Linked DNA regions of Oryctolagus cuniculus: region 1 is linked to region 2. The links are chromatin contacts, called in public Hi-C maps. All regions are on one chromosome and are shown on one strand. The core of a region is the stretch at or near the end of the contact, and the rest is flanking DNA. Distances in the headings are between cores, read along the strand shown. Region 1 overlaps PDE4B (phosphodiesterase 4B). Region 2 has its middle 100 kb from the start of SGIP1.

Region 1 (6,752 bases), core at 4,109-6,608, 190 kb after region 2:
GTTTTTAGGGCATGAGGGTGTCAAATATAAAATTGTAAAGAGTGTCAAAGGAAAGCAGTATTGGTTGCCCCCTTTCCTATAGTCCCTAACTTATAGAAAAGGAATAAGGAGTGATCTGCCTGCGTGCTGCAGATAGCGACAGGAATTGTGAGGATGATGTGGCCATAGAAGTTGCTACTTTCCATCTTTGATTAGCACAGTGGAGAAAGAACTGGACTATGAGTAAGAAGACAGGAATCTTACTCCTTGGCTCTGACACCTCCCAACTGTTCAGCCTTAGGCAGCTCATTGAACTTCTTAGTTTCTTCCTCTCTTGGGGAGAGAAGGCAGCAACTACGATTTACTGCTGATTTACAATGTGCCAGGTCCTGTGTGGGGGGTTTGACTTATATTTCCCTACTTACTTTGAGGAAATTTGGCCAGGCTCTTTCCAGCTCTGAATGCTCAAGATTTTACGATTCTCAGCTAATTTAAATCCCATGCCAAAGTACATAAAGCAATGAAAGACACTTCAGATATATACTGAAAGAAAATTAAGTGGTTATTAATTCTTTCCCAAAGAGTACATGCACGTTGACTAAATTATGCTCGGGCAGAATGTTAAAACAAAGATGTTACATGATTTCCTCATAGCCACAGGTGCTGTTCCTGATGTTGGTGAGAGCAGGTCGAATGATAAAGGAGGCTGTGCCTTTGCTCCCAGCCCATTCTCTGGTTACAGACTGCTGCGTGGTGAGCATTCCCACTCACACAACCTGACTTACTCCACCAGTCGGTTGGAGGCCAGTGAATGCTTAAGGAATGCTTATATGAATTAACAATTCTAAACGAAAGCCATATTTTCAAATTCACTTCTGTGACAAAGGAAATGGGGGTTTTCATTTGCAGCCAAAAAGCACAGGCCCAATCAAGCTTCCCTCAGTGGGACACTTCATGGAGGTGCAAGGAAACCACCTCAACAGGAATTTTGAGATTTTCACCCTTTGTGTGGTAAAGCTCAGGCAGACAATGGACTGCTTGCATGCCAAGTAAAGAGCCAAAGATAAAAGAAATGTTAACTCATGCAAAGTATAGTTCTATGTGGGAGTTCCTTTACATGTAATAAACCGTACTATCTGGATGTCTCATGAAAACCACTCCAAGGACATAATTATCTCTTAAATGTTACAGTCAAGGCAGAGGAGTGGTATGCTGGAACCCAAGTCAAATATCCCAGAAAGCAAAGTCTGAGATCCACAAATCTTACAGTCCCAGTTGCCAAGATAAGTCAATATCTAGCAGAATGGGGCAGGGGCTGCTCTCTGTAGGCTGCATCCCCTCCTGGCAGATACTCTAACTTCAGTTCCTTCCAGTAGATTTCCCATACTTGTCTGAGGACATTGACTATCTAGGAACAGAATGGAGGGAATTAAGCATACCCTCTGTTTTCCAACCTGCCCCTGTCAGACTGTTCCATCTGTGGCTGAAACCTATCCTCCAATCCTCAGCCTGAACTAGAGTGAGGCCCCTTTAGCTGCCCCTGGTGACGTCTGGTGCTGAATGTGTGCTGATTTTGATTTGTGGGTAATGTTGGCTCCGAGGAAGTATTTGTCATCAGTAATAGGATCCACTGTACAAATGTGGGTATGGATTTCAGCAAGATCATTAGAGACAAATCCCTCAGTGTTGGATACGTGTGGTTGGCTTTGACCAGAGGTGACTAAAGGGGTCACAGTGTGAGAATGCACTGTGGATCTCTTCTGTCTAGAGGAATCACGGTCAGAGGGCACAAAGTTCCTGAAAGTCCATGTGTTCTGCAACACCGCATTACGGAAACACCGGATTCTTAAGAATGTGATTTGAGCTGACGCAAGACTACTAAGCAGTATGATTAGACTGCATGCCCCAGAAGTACTACTGAGGAGGAAAACTCAAATTCATGCTGACAAGAGAAGCACCTGCCCTGACCAGCGTTCTCATTGGAGCTATGCAGTAGTGGTTCGGAGACAGTCCATGCTAACAAGGCCTTTGGGCTCTGTCGTTACTCACCCCATCCTCCCATTCCCACCTCCATCATTGTGGTCTGGAACTTCACTCTCACGTTTTACTTCCTGAAGACATTTTTAATGTCCCTGCCTTCATCTATTCCCTTTGTTCTTCTTACAAAGGTCTTTCAGGATGTCAGGTTTCACTATGGCTCTGTTGCTCACTGGAAACAGTAATGGCGGACACAATCAATGAATCTCCCTAAACTTTGTTTGCTTATCCCCAGAATGCAGTTAACAATACCTGTCAGGAACATCGCTTATGGTGATTGTAACTGAACTGATGAATTTGAAAACCCTAAAGTGTTAGATTCCTTCTCTTGAATGTTAACTCTGACTCCTTGATTTATTCAAGAAATCAAGAAAAAGGTAACTATCAATTCTGATAGCTCACATTTACTCTACTGGATCCTATTTTAAGTGCTTTGCAAGTATCAATCCCTCTAATCCAAACAACAGCCCTATTTTACAGATTAGCAAACTGAGTTACTGAGAAGGTAATTAACTTGCTCGACTATATAGTTTAAAAGTGGTAAAACTGAACCTGTAAATATGGGTCCAGAGGCCATATTCTGTAAAGAAAAAAAAAAGTGGGTATAGAAAAGGTATCACTCCTAAGAAACACACTTTCCTAAATGATTGGTAGTTCTTTCAATACTTTTTTATTTAGAAATTCACAGGTCTGATGAATATGTAGAGAGTTCAAACTACATGTCACGTATTCTGCAAATAAACACATGTCTTGCTCCTAAGGGGCACACAGTCTACTGTGGACAGGAATCCATAAAAGATTGTGGAGAGGTTGGCAGAGTGCTCCGGGGCCAAATGAAGCCCATTCAGCCAAGCTTGGTGGGGTCAGGGAAAACACCTTGTGAACATGGTAATTGAGATGAGTCACAAAGACAATCAGGATTTGGCTAAGCAGAGGTTGGCAGGTGGAAAGAGAAATTTTAGAAAGACAGAACAGTAAGTCCATAATTTGGATGGAGAAGAGAACATGTAGAGAACAACCAGAACATGGTTGTTGAAAATAATCTTTTGTAGCTACAGACCTGGCCTGATATTCACCGCCATATACCCAGGTACTTCCTATTAGAATGTTGCAGAGAACTTGTCTACCTGTCCGTTTTGGTCACTATTATATTACTAGTTCTTGGTATATTGTAGCTGTTCAGAAAATATTTGTTTAATGCATACATGCATGCATAAATGAATAGCACATACTAAACAAATACTTGTGAGGTGAATTAATTAATAAATGAATAATAGGAGTAACCACTTCAAAAGAAGCTGAGACAAGCTTCTAGTTTTCATACACAGGTTGACTGTTCTTTATCTGAAGGGTTTGGGCTGATAGTACTTTAGACTTTGGATTTCCTTTCATGCAGGAGTATTTGAACATATACAATGAGATATTTTGGGATTAAGACCCAAATCTAAACATGACATTCATATGTGTTTCATATATACCTTATGCAAAATGGTCTGAAAATAGCTTTGTACAGTATTTTTCATGCATCTTCATTTTGACTGTGATCTGTCACATGAGGTCAGTGTGGAATTTTCCACTTGTGGTATCATATCAGTGTTCAACATCTTTGGATTTTGGATTTTAGAGAATTTTGGGTCAGGAATTCTCTGTGCATTGCATCAAATATAATCAAATATAATATAATGCACTATTAATCAAATCAACTGGAACTGGGTCATGAGCTGCCTTGGGTGTCAGACTTCAGCATTTAAACTTTATCTTACTAATAAGGGTGGACTGCTTCAGTGCTGTGAGCCTGAGAGTGACACGGTTAAACAACATGGTAGAAAGTTCACTGGGATTGAAGTTTGAATGATAGTTTAGAGGAGGAGATACCAGTCCAATAGGGTATGTCACAAGAATGCTTAGTGCCCAGTTATAGGATGGTGAAAAAAAGAAGTAAGCATTCAAAGCAGGGTGCACTCCCACTTTTAACAAGCTCACTCTATCAAAATTTGAATGTAGCAAAATAGAGGACTGATTAACAATTCACAGATGTGAAGGGATAGGTTACTCCATAGTGGGCATTGGCTGATAAACCAGGAGATTGAGGTTTGGGCCCCCATGGGTTTCTAACTTATGGTATGGTTGTAAGCCAATTTCTGGGTTCCTGAGGGCTAGAGTTTTTCCTCCTGTAAAATGAGGAGGTTGAATCAATGTGTCAAAAGACCTTCTCCATCCCTCCCGGGATCATGTATTCTATGGCCCTACGACCCCTACTATGATCTTTTCACATGCAGCAGCATGAACTGTGTAGCACTTGGGTTAGGTTTCATAGCTTAGAACTGTTTTGGAGGAGACATTTACTGCAGACGATGTCAAGTTCCAACCCTTTATGTTACAAATGAAGAGACTGAAGATCAGCAATGCCAACAGAAATGAAAAAGGTCATACATTTGGGGGCAGAGGAGAAGACAATCCCTCTCTTACTCCTCAAACTGCATAAACCTGTTTATATGTGACAAAAAATATGCACCTTGGAGTTGAACTTTTTGGTACCCTTAATTTTAATTTTAAATTTCTGAATTCATTAATAACTTATTCAAGAAGAATTGTAATAGAATTTGTGTTCAATAATGGCCAACATGGCAAATATAAAAGTCAACAACAATAAAATCCTAATCTCATTCTTTCATTTGTTTAACTCTTATTGTGTTCAAAATGTTAAGAGTATAATGATTAATAAGTTCCAGACTAGATAATTCCTAATGCCTTACCAGTTTTAAAACAATATAGATGCTCCATTCTGTTTTCATTGTGTATCCTAGCTGGAGGACAAATCTCTATTCAATGTTGGGTTGTTTCTGTTCTTTCAATGCTGTTCAACCTCTTTTGCCATTATGGAAGGGGTTCCTAACCCTGCCCAAGGTCAATGCTTACTTGTTGGATGTTCCATGAAGATTTGTCAGCAGAGTGAAGTTGTTTCTAACACTTCGCAAGCTGGCAAGGACCTATAAAGAAAATGTTTCAAATAGTTAGGGACAAACAGAGGATGCAAGTGGCCAGTTTCAGAAACCACACTTAGAAACCACACCAAGAGACAGAGTGAGAGCAAGCCAGGGCCATCATGATACACACCTGAGCAAAAGGAGTTACAATCAAGTCATCGCCGTGTCTGGGGAAAAAGAGAAGACAACACTTAAAGATGCACTTGAATTATAACTGTAACTTATAAACTGTAATATTACACTTTACCAATGTTAGCAGCCTAAAAGTTAGCAAGTCTTTTTATCTGAATATAAGAAAGGACTCAACAATTAGGCATAAATGGGGATCCTGAGAGCTTGAAAGAAAAAATACCAGGTTCATGACTCCTGGATTTGCAGTGACTACACATAAAAGCCTTTGTAAGTAAGCATATATCCTCAGGGTATAGCCCCATTAAATAGCAGACCCAGAGTGCTGTAATTCAAAGCGACTTGTGGATTTTGGTTGCCAGAGCCAGGAAATTCAAAGGGAGGGCTGCTCACAGGCACACACAGAGTTGGAAAAAATGGTATAACAGTCTGGATAAAGGTTAACTTTGGATTTCCTGGCTTTTGTTGATTTGAACCACAGCTTTAATGCCATTTAAACACAGATTTCTGTCTGGGAATCCCATTACTTTTTGTTTTTAATATAACTTTTTTCTTAAAGTACCCAAGAAAAGCTTTTGATGGGAGTGTACGGACTGAGCCTACTACAACATGCTGTTGCCACTCATTTTGTTCCTAAGAGCTGATTAAGCTGTACCCAGTGTTATATAAATGTGTTTTCAGAAGTGTACTCATTCTTCCTTCCATGGCATATACCTCAGTAAACCTACTTAAGCCCACCTCCGGCAAGCTCTCTAGTCGAGATATTAGAAGACATGTTGGCTTGTGCTGCAGTCAGACAATCAGGCCAATTTTCTATCATGATGTGAAATATTAACAGCAGCACAGAATCTGGTGGACAATGACCTTTCTTTGCTCTCTGGTCTGTCTTCTCTGTCCTCAAAGTTGCCACATAAATATGGTACCTTATTCATCAGCTACAATGAGGGCAACCAATAATTATTAAGCATCTGCCCTGTAACAGACCTTATATGAGGCCAGGAAATCCACGTTCAACAATACACAACCCTCTGGACCTTTTCTCTAATTTAGGCATTTGACATGGGGCCTTTTTTAATGGTTAATTTAATTTTTCACCTACTTGAAAGGCAGCACAAGAGAGAAAGAGAGACAGAGACAGAGACCTTCCATCTACTGGTTCAACTCCCCAAATGCCCACAAAAGCCAGTGTTGAGCAAGGCCAAGACCAGGAGTATGCAACTCAATCCAGGCTTCCCACATGGGTGGCAAGAACTCAAGTACTTTGACCATCATTCGCTACTCCCAGGATGCATTAGCAGAAAGCTGTATCAGTAGCAGAGGATCAGGGACTTTGGTACTGGCACTCTGAAATGGGATGCAGGCATTCCTGAGTGGTTGCTTAACTTGCTGTACCACAATGTTTACCCAGGGTCTCACCTAATGCAATATTTCCCTTTCCATCTTTGTCTATATAGCTAGAATTCCTCCTTCAGTTTAATCAAGCAAACCTTTGTGTGCTTACTTTGTGTGATAATACAAAGAAGGCCATGTGATTGTATGTCAGACCCTGTGCTGAGCACTTTATGTAGATTGTTGCTGAATTCTTGCAACGAGGGCGGGAGGTGGATACTCTTAATATTC
Region 2 (7,040 bases), core at 1,497-3,996:
AGGTTTTCACTGTTTTAGACATAGCTTCTCTTATGTTCTACTGGCCTTCTCCTTCCTCGCTGGTCAAAACTGTGGGATTGTCTTCACTAGTCCATTTAACCCTTGGATGCCTCATTTTGCTCCTTTTCAACCGAGAAACAGACATTATTGGACATAAAGAACATACTACAAACCTAACACATATCCCTTTAATAAATTAATGCTTTGGTTTTGCCAACACTAAAGTGCTATCACAAGTCACATCGAAGACCATAATCTTCCAGGGACTCCAAACCCTCCGGAGGATGTAAACCACTTCCTGAATCCAACTGTAAAAACTAACTTCCCCATTTCAGTAGAAATGACACATTAACAAGTCAGTACCACAAGAGTCTGCGCTTCCTACTACTAATAAAATTTTTAAAATTTCTCAGGACTATTTCTTTTTTTTTTTAAGTTGGAAAGAATTCCAGTGGCCTCCTTGTTGTTATTTATATAGGAGCAAAGTAAAGCTCAAATGACTGACAAGACTAAACTTATACCACAAATTCCTGAGCCTATTGATTTTTCTTCAGTCATGAACAGGCCATAATAGAATTACCCATCCTCAATTAAGTACCGGAATAAATAAAAATACCTAATGCTCCATTCAGCCTACTCTTGGTATCAGGTGGCAGATGTGAATCTGTTGTAAAATTGACTGAAGGAGTGGTAAGAGCCGTATTGATAAATGATATGGCTACCTGAACTGGTATCATCATCAGTCACTTTCATCATTCTGAAATGCTGAGAAAGAAAAAAAAAAGGTATGTGCAGCAGAGAAAGAGGATCTGGGAGATTTTTTGAGCCTCGGAAGTAGAGTATTAACACCAGAAGAGAAGATAGCTTTGACTTTCAAGAACACTGCCGTGGGTGGAGAAGAGAAGGGAATGAGTTGAAAAGCTGCTTAGTGCAAGTCCTGCCTGTTCAGACACTCAGCCCACCTGAGCTAATCACGAAGAGATACAGAACACAGTCAAGAGAGAGCACAGTTGTTGAAAAATCACAGTGCAATGGAACAAACACATCATTTCCAGAATATGGAACTCTGAATTAGGAAGACAGGAAGAAAAGGTGCTCTCTTACAGGCACCAAGGTTGTAGCAGTGAAAGTGCCAGTTGTTGTTTGAAAGCCACCTCCAGCAAATAACCATAGTCTGAGTCCTAGCAGACCACTGGTATTCCACTCATCCTTTCCCTGCCTACTGGGTCTGCTCTTAAAGACGGTGTTAGGAGATAATGACTGGCCATTCCTGGCCACATCTGTTATTGCTGATCACATCCTCTGAACTCGACCCTTCTAATTATACACCTAGAACTCAGAACAGTGGGATGAGAAGAGCCCTGCAATACATTCCTATCCTGGCACTAAGACACTTTGGGTCCCATCATTCTTTTTATAGATATTTCTCCTGGGTGTTGTAAGGTATTTAGCATCATTTTGGTCTCTGCTCTTTACATACCAGTGAGCATATCTCTAGTGGTAAAAACCAACTATCTCTAGACATTGTCAAATGTTCCCCAGGGATGGGGGGTATCCCCCAGTTGAGAATCAGTGCCTTAAAGTACTGCTCCCCACCATTGTTACATCTTGATCACATAGCTAATAGAAATATTTGTATATGATAAAAGATAAACTATAGGAGATCCTACAGTTGTTCATAACATTGGGTAAAAATCATTAAGATTTGTATTTCTACACTTAAAGGTATGAGAGTGATATGACACACCTCAAGTAATATATTAAGAAAAATAAAATAACAAAATACTTAGGGAAACATAAAATTCACATAAGTTTAAAATAAAATTTTAAATGAGAAAATTGAAATGATTGCCACTGACCTACTTTTTTTACCATCAGATCTCATGCTCCAGATAGCTATAAACAACACTGGTGAAGACTTCTAACGAGTGCTTCAAAGTCCCAGTGGTATCTGTCAACAGGAACTCGCATTCCCAAAAGCAGATGAGAAAAAAATTTAAGCCATTTGTAGATTTGCATCATTTGAAATTAAAGAATATTGTAGCTCATCCTTTTCTTATACAGGCAAATCAATGTTTTTTTTTATGATAAAGCAAAAACATTTCTGATTCAAACTTGTGTGTGTTTCCTGCTAAGGTCTACATTGCATATTGCATATACATTGTAAGAGTAGTTGCGCTACAGCTTGTGAAGTTCACCTAATGTACATCTTGTCCATCTGCTGCAGGTGGACCAGAGTCTGTGATATACACAGAGACAGAGATTTGGGGCTATCAGAATTCTGGGGCCCTGCTATGCTTCCTCACTCCTTCATCCCCAGCTAGCTGCATACTGGGCTGAGCTCTGAAATTCTGGGCACGTGGCTCCAGTCTTCCCTAGTGGTCCTCAGACCTTATCTAGGACAGCTAGTGGTACATGCTGTGGCCGGCTGCTGGGACACCCAGGCACTAGCACACCTTCCTGGCTGCATGCAAGGCACAGTGACGGAGCAATGCATGGTAGATGTGGCCCACGGTACTCACTGCCTTCTCTGGGGACTATCAAGATAGTCCTAGGGCTTTTCCACTGTCCAGACCACTCACCAAGAAAACTGTGATGAGGCTCCTTTTTGGCAAGAGACACTTCTGTAAGCCATGTGTGACACACTAGTGTGACACCACATGTGTGCTGGAGAGTTCTGCTTTTTGTTGTTGTTGTTTATCTTATGTGAGTACCTTCTGGCCCTGAGAGTGGCATGATTCACTTCAGGTCACACAGTAAGTTCATGAAAGAGCTGGACCGGTACCTAACTCTTTTCACTCCTGGCACCACACCCTTGTAGCGTCTTCATTTCTTGTCTTTATTTTTTCTCCCCCTCTTCCTTCCTCCCATTGACGATTCACCACAAATTCCTCATGAGCCTCGCCTACTACTCAAAGACATTGGCTTGTGCAGCGCCGACCACAAGGAAGGCACTGTTTCTTAAGCTTCGGGGCGCATAAGAATAGAACTTTAAAAATAGGTGTATTTTACTGCTGCTGTGTGTTTGTGGAGAAAGTTGAAGCAAGAAGACAGAAGAGTGAAGATTTATGATAGGAAGCATGAGGGCTTATTTCCATTTTTGCTGGAAATGCTTCGTCTAATTTCTTTGTCTGAGTGCTATCCTAGACACCAGATCTTGGTGACCTTGAAAGCCTAGAGCGATCTGAGCATTAAAAATAACAGATTAGTTTATCAGGCGAAAGCAGAAATGGCTACAGATGCTTGAAGGGTATGCAGTGTTTTCCAAATTCAGTTGGTCCGAGAGTCGCATTGAGAGCTTGTTTAAATGACCTGTGCAAGGATTTCTGTAACTGCCCACAGGTCTGCATTTAACAAGCCCCTTGGGATTATCTTACTGAGAATACTGAAACAAGAATAAGCCCCGATAGCTTGATTGTGTTATATAATGTGGACATTGCCAAAAAAGTGAGAGGAATATAAATTTTTAAAGTAGAAAATCTAATTTCTCTAGGATACCTCTTGTTTATAGTGTTCATATTGGAAAATTACTTCCAGACCGGCGCCCCAGCTCACTAGCCTAATCCTCTGCCTGTGGCGCCGGCACCCCGGGTTCTAGTCCCGGTTGGGGCGCCGGTTCTGTCCTGGTTGCCCCTCTTCCAGTCCAGCTCTCTGCTGTGGCCTGGGAGTGCAGTGGAAGATGGCCCAAGTGCTTACGCCCTGCTCTTGCATGGGAGACCAGGACAAACACCTGGCTCCCGGCTTCGGATCAGCGCAGCGCGCCGGCCGTAGCAACCATTTGGGAGGTGAACCAATGGAAGGAAGACTTTTCTCTCTGTCTCTCTCACTGTCTAACTCTTCCTGTCCAAAAAAAAAATTTTCCAAAAACCAGAACAAATATGCAAAAATCTTCTCTCTTCCCTCTCTACTGTGTTCCACATTTATCTATTCTGAAACTGGGAGAAGGGAGGTTGGATTTGTCCTTAAATGAATGCAACCCATTTATATATAAAATAACCCTGTCCTGAGTGGAAATCGCCCAGTCACAAACTCTCCCAGCCCTCTGCGCCTTTAGCCCCTTTGCTTTGCACCCCAAATCTAAATGCCAGCTCAGGCTCCCTTTGTTTGGGACGACCTGGTTAGACATATTTGTGCTGGATGCCCACCCCCTGCTCCCCAGTAAAGGCGAGGCAGATGGCGGAACAGAATAGACACAGTGTGCTAGTGACAGCCTTTCTGGACGTGGGCTGTGGTGAGCTCGCTTGGAGAACCTCTCAGCAGTTGTAGTAGGGACCTGGCTTCAGGACATCACATAACAGAGTTCATTCTTATCCAAGTTAATCTTTTTCTTCTCAAGAAATTTTTAATAAATAAATTTTTAAATAAATCTTACATATATGTGTGCTATATTATAGGTGTATTTGTATGGAGAGTATGTATGTGGGAGAATGATTACTATCATTTTACTCACACAAAACGAGAAGGTTGGGGGGGCCTCTGAAATCTATATCAAATGCCACTGTATACTCTCATCTGTATTTTCCTATTTGAGCTCCGTACAAATTTTGTGAGAAAGGTAGAGTTGATACTATTACACTCATTTTGAAGAAATGGAAATTTAGAGATTTAACATTATATGAATTTTAAAAAGCGATCCTTTCTGAGGGGCAGTGTTGTTTTTAACCTGTAAAATAGGCATATTGGTATAGTTAATCCTATTGTGACACTGTATCATACTTAACTTGTCTTAAATTACAAAGCTAGAAAAGGACTTGAACCTAGATCTTCTTATTTCAAACTCAGTATATGGTCTTCTAAATAACAGTGTTTATCGAATGGGATGGCACTTGAGCAGTTAATTAAGGGGTCCGCAGATCTTGCTTTCTCCAGAATGATTAAGTCAAGAAATGCTTGCCCAGGGCTGGCGTTGTGGCAAAGCAAGTGAAACTGCCATCTGGTATGCCAGCATCAAGTATGGGCACCAGGTCGTGTCCCCGCTGCTCCTCTTCCAATCCAGCTCCCTCCTAATGGCCTGGGGAAAACAGCAAAAGATAACCCAAGTGTTTGGTCCCCTGCCACCTATGTGGGAAACCCAGAAGAAGCTCCTGGCTACTGGCTTCAGCCTGGTCTAACTCTGGCAGTTTTAGCTGTCTGGGGAGTGAACCAGCAGATGGTTTCTCTCTCTCTCTCTCTCTCTCTTTTAAAATTGATCTTTAAAAAAAAAAAAAAAAGAAAAAAAGAAAGAAAAAGAAATGCTACCTGGAAGAGTCAGGATACCCCATCCATGTGGATCAACCCCCTTTGTATGGTCATGTGGATGGACTGCCCTGAGGTCACCTGGCCCCCGGTATGCCCAACAAAGCCATACGTTCAGAGTCTGAGAGCCGGGATACGTGACAGCACCAGGTTGGCAGCAACATTCTCCCTACAGGATGGTCCTGTTTGGCAATAGCAGGTAGACATCAATCCGCTAGGGTTTTAAGGCAACCACATCTGCATCCATTAAGCCTTGTTTTTTCTAGTCTTTCTGCCTCATCATTTCTGGCTTTATTAAATTATTGCTTCATTTTCATTTTATAGGAAAGAAAAGGAGAGAGAGAATTTTCCGTCCAGCGGTTCATTCCTCCAATACCTACAACTGCCAGGGCTGGGCCAGATGGAAGCCAGGAGCCAGGACCTCAGTCCAGCTCTGCCATGCGGGTGGCAGATGCCTACTACCTGAGCCATTACCTGCTGCCTCTGAGAACATGCACTGTCAGAAGTGGAGCTGAGACTCAAATCCAGGTAGTCTGATGTGGGTGGGACAGAGGCACCCCAAGTGGTATTGTAAACACTGCACCAAATAACCACCCCACGCCTGTTTTGAATGAGAGTAAACCATGCTTTCCTTGGAATACCCAACCATTAGATATAAATTTGCAGAGTGACAGAACAAGTCAAATTGGAAATGAGAAGACTTAATCTTGGCCCCAGTAGCTGTGTAAAAGTCACTTGACCTGTTTGAATACCTGTTCCCACATCTTTGAAACTGATGCAGCTGATAAATCATCTCTAACACAGGTGTTCTCACACTTTCAGCAGGCGTTAATCACCTGCAAAGTTTATTAAACTACAGAATGTAGAGCTCCATGACCCACTGACTGATTCAATAGGTTAAAACTGGGCACAGGAATGAATTTTTCATAAGCCCTAAAGCGATTCTGCTCGAGGTAATCTGTAGACAACACTTGCAGAACTATTTCCAGGCTAAGGACTCCTCCCGCTCCTGTCTTGCTCTCTAGTCCAACCAGTCACTGAGAGCTGGTGATTACCCAGGCAGTCTGCCTCATCCACCTCTTTCTTTTACTCTCACCATAATGTCATCCATTTTATGTGAGGATGATGGCAGTGGCTTCTGATTTGAATTCCTGCCCCTATTATTTCCAACTACAATATGTTTATTTTCTTCCGAAAAATCCTCCCATTAAAACTAATCATTAGTTGTCTGTAGCATGAAACCCAAACTCCTTCCGCTTGCAACTCTCTGAAGTCCCCCTCCTTCACGCCTCTTCCATAAGAACTTGCTGAACAAAGGATTTCAACCACTTGATGTCTGCTGAGTGCTTGTGCCTTCTTCCAAACATACCCCTCCCGCTCTTCTCCCACTGTCAACGTTCTATTCATCTTTCATGTCCAGGTTTTACAGTCCTCCTCCTCTATAACAGTCTTTTCTGACTACCCCGCTCAACAATGACCTGATGTCTTCTTTATTCTTGTAGCTCTAGACCAGACCCAAGATATGATCATGCTATCTTGTGTGCCTTTGCGGAGGACTTATCTCAACAGCCCCACTTCCCCCAGTCTTACTGATTGCGCATTTCTGTACCCCCTACAGAGTAGATATGCAATGCAGATTTTCTACACAATCTTTTCTCACAGAAGGTCTTTACTGGTTAAACAACAAAACTAGTAAGCACTTGGATGAGCTAATTAACTTCTGGTATTTTTCTCTATTTGCAAAATAAAAGAACCAAAACAGGATACTCCTCAGCCTAGGATGTTACAAGAAACAATTTTTCTTA

What was found. Hi-C and Micro-C count contacts between places; a contact is called where the count stands out from the background.
Region 1: a contact with region 2 is called in a Hi-C map of embryonic fibroblasts, with 4 times the contacts expected there. The contact joins two enhancer-like sites. A contact is called at or near these places in 5 of 6 Hi-C or Micro-C datasets (ear pinna, embryonic fibroblasts, psoas muscle and 2 more).

Annotation. Positions count from the first base shown.
Region 1 is chr7:106,320,248-106,326,999 of mOryCun1.1, forward strand. It overlaps PDE4B (phosphodiesterase 4B), which reads right to left. Exons shown (of 17, transcript XM_017346216.3): 5 at 5,134-5,170; 6 at 4,936-5,006. Among named protein-coding and RNA genes, the nearest start is that of SGIP1, 290 kb to the left of the region's middle. Within about 2 kb of position 5,359, at least 1 of the 8 cell types and tissues checked has an H3K27ac peak or open chromatin away from gene starts, as enhancers often do.
Region 2 is chr7:106,137,200-106,144,239 of mOryCun1.1, forward strand. No RefSeq gene overlaps it. Among named protein-coding and RNA genes, the nearest start is that of SGIP1, 100 kb to the left of the region's middle. Within about 2 kb of position 2,747, at least 1 of the 8 cell types and tissues checked has an H3K27ac peak or open chromatin away from gene starts, as enhancers often do.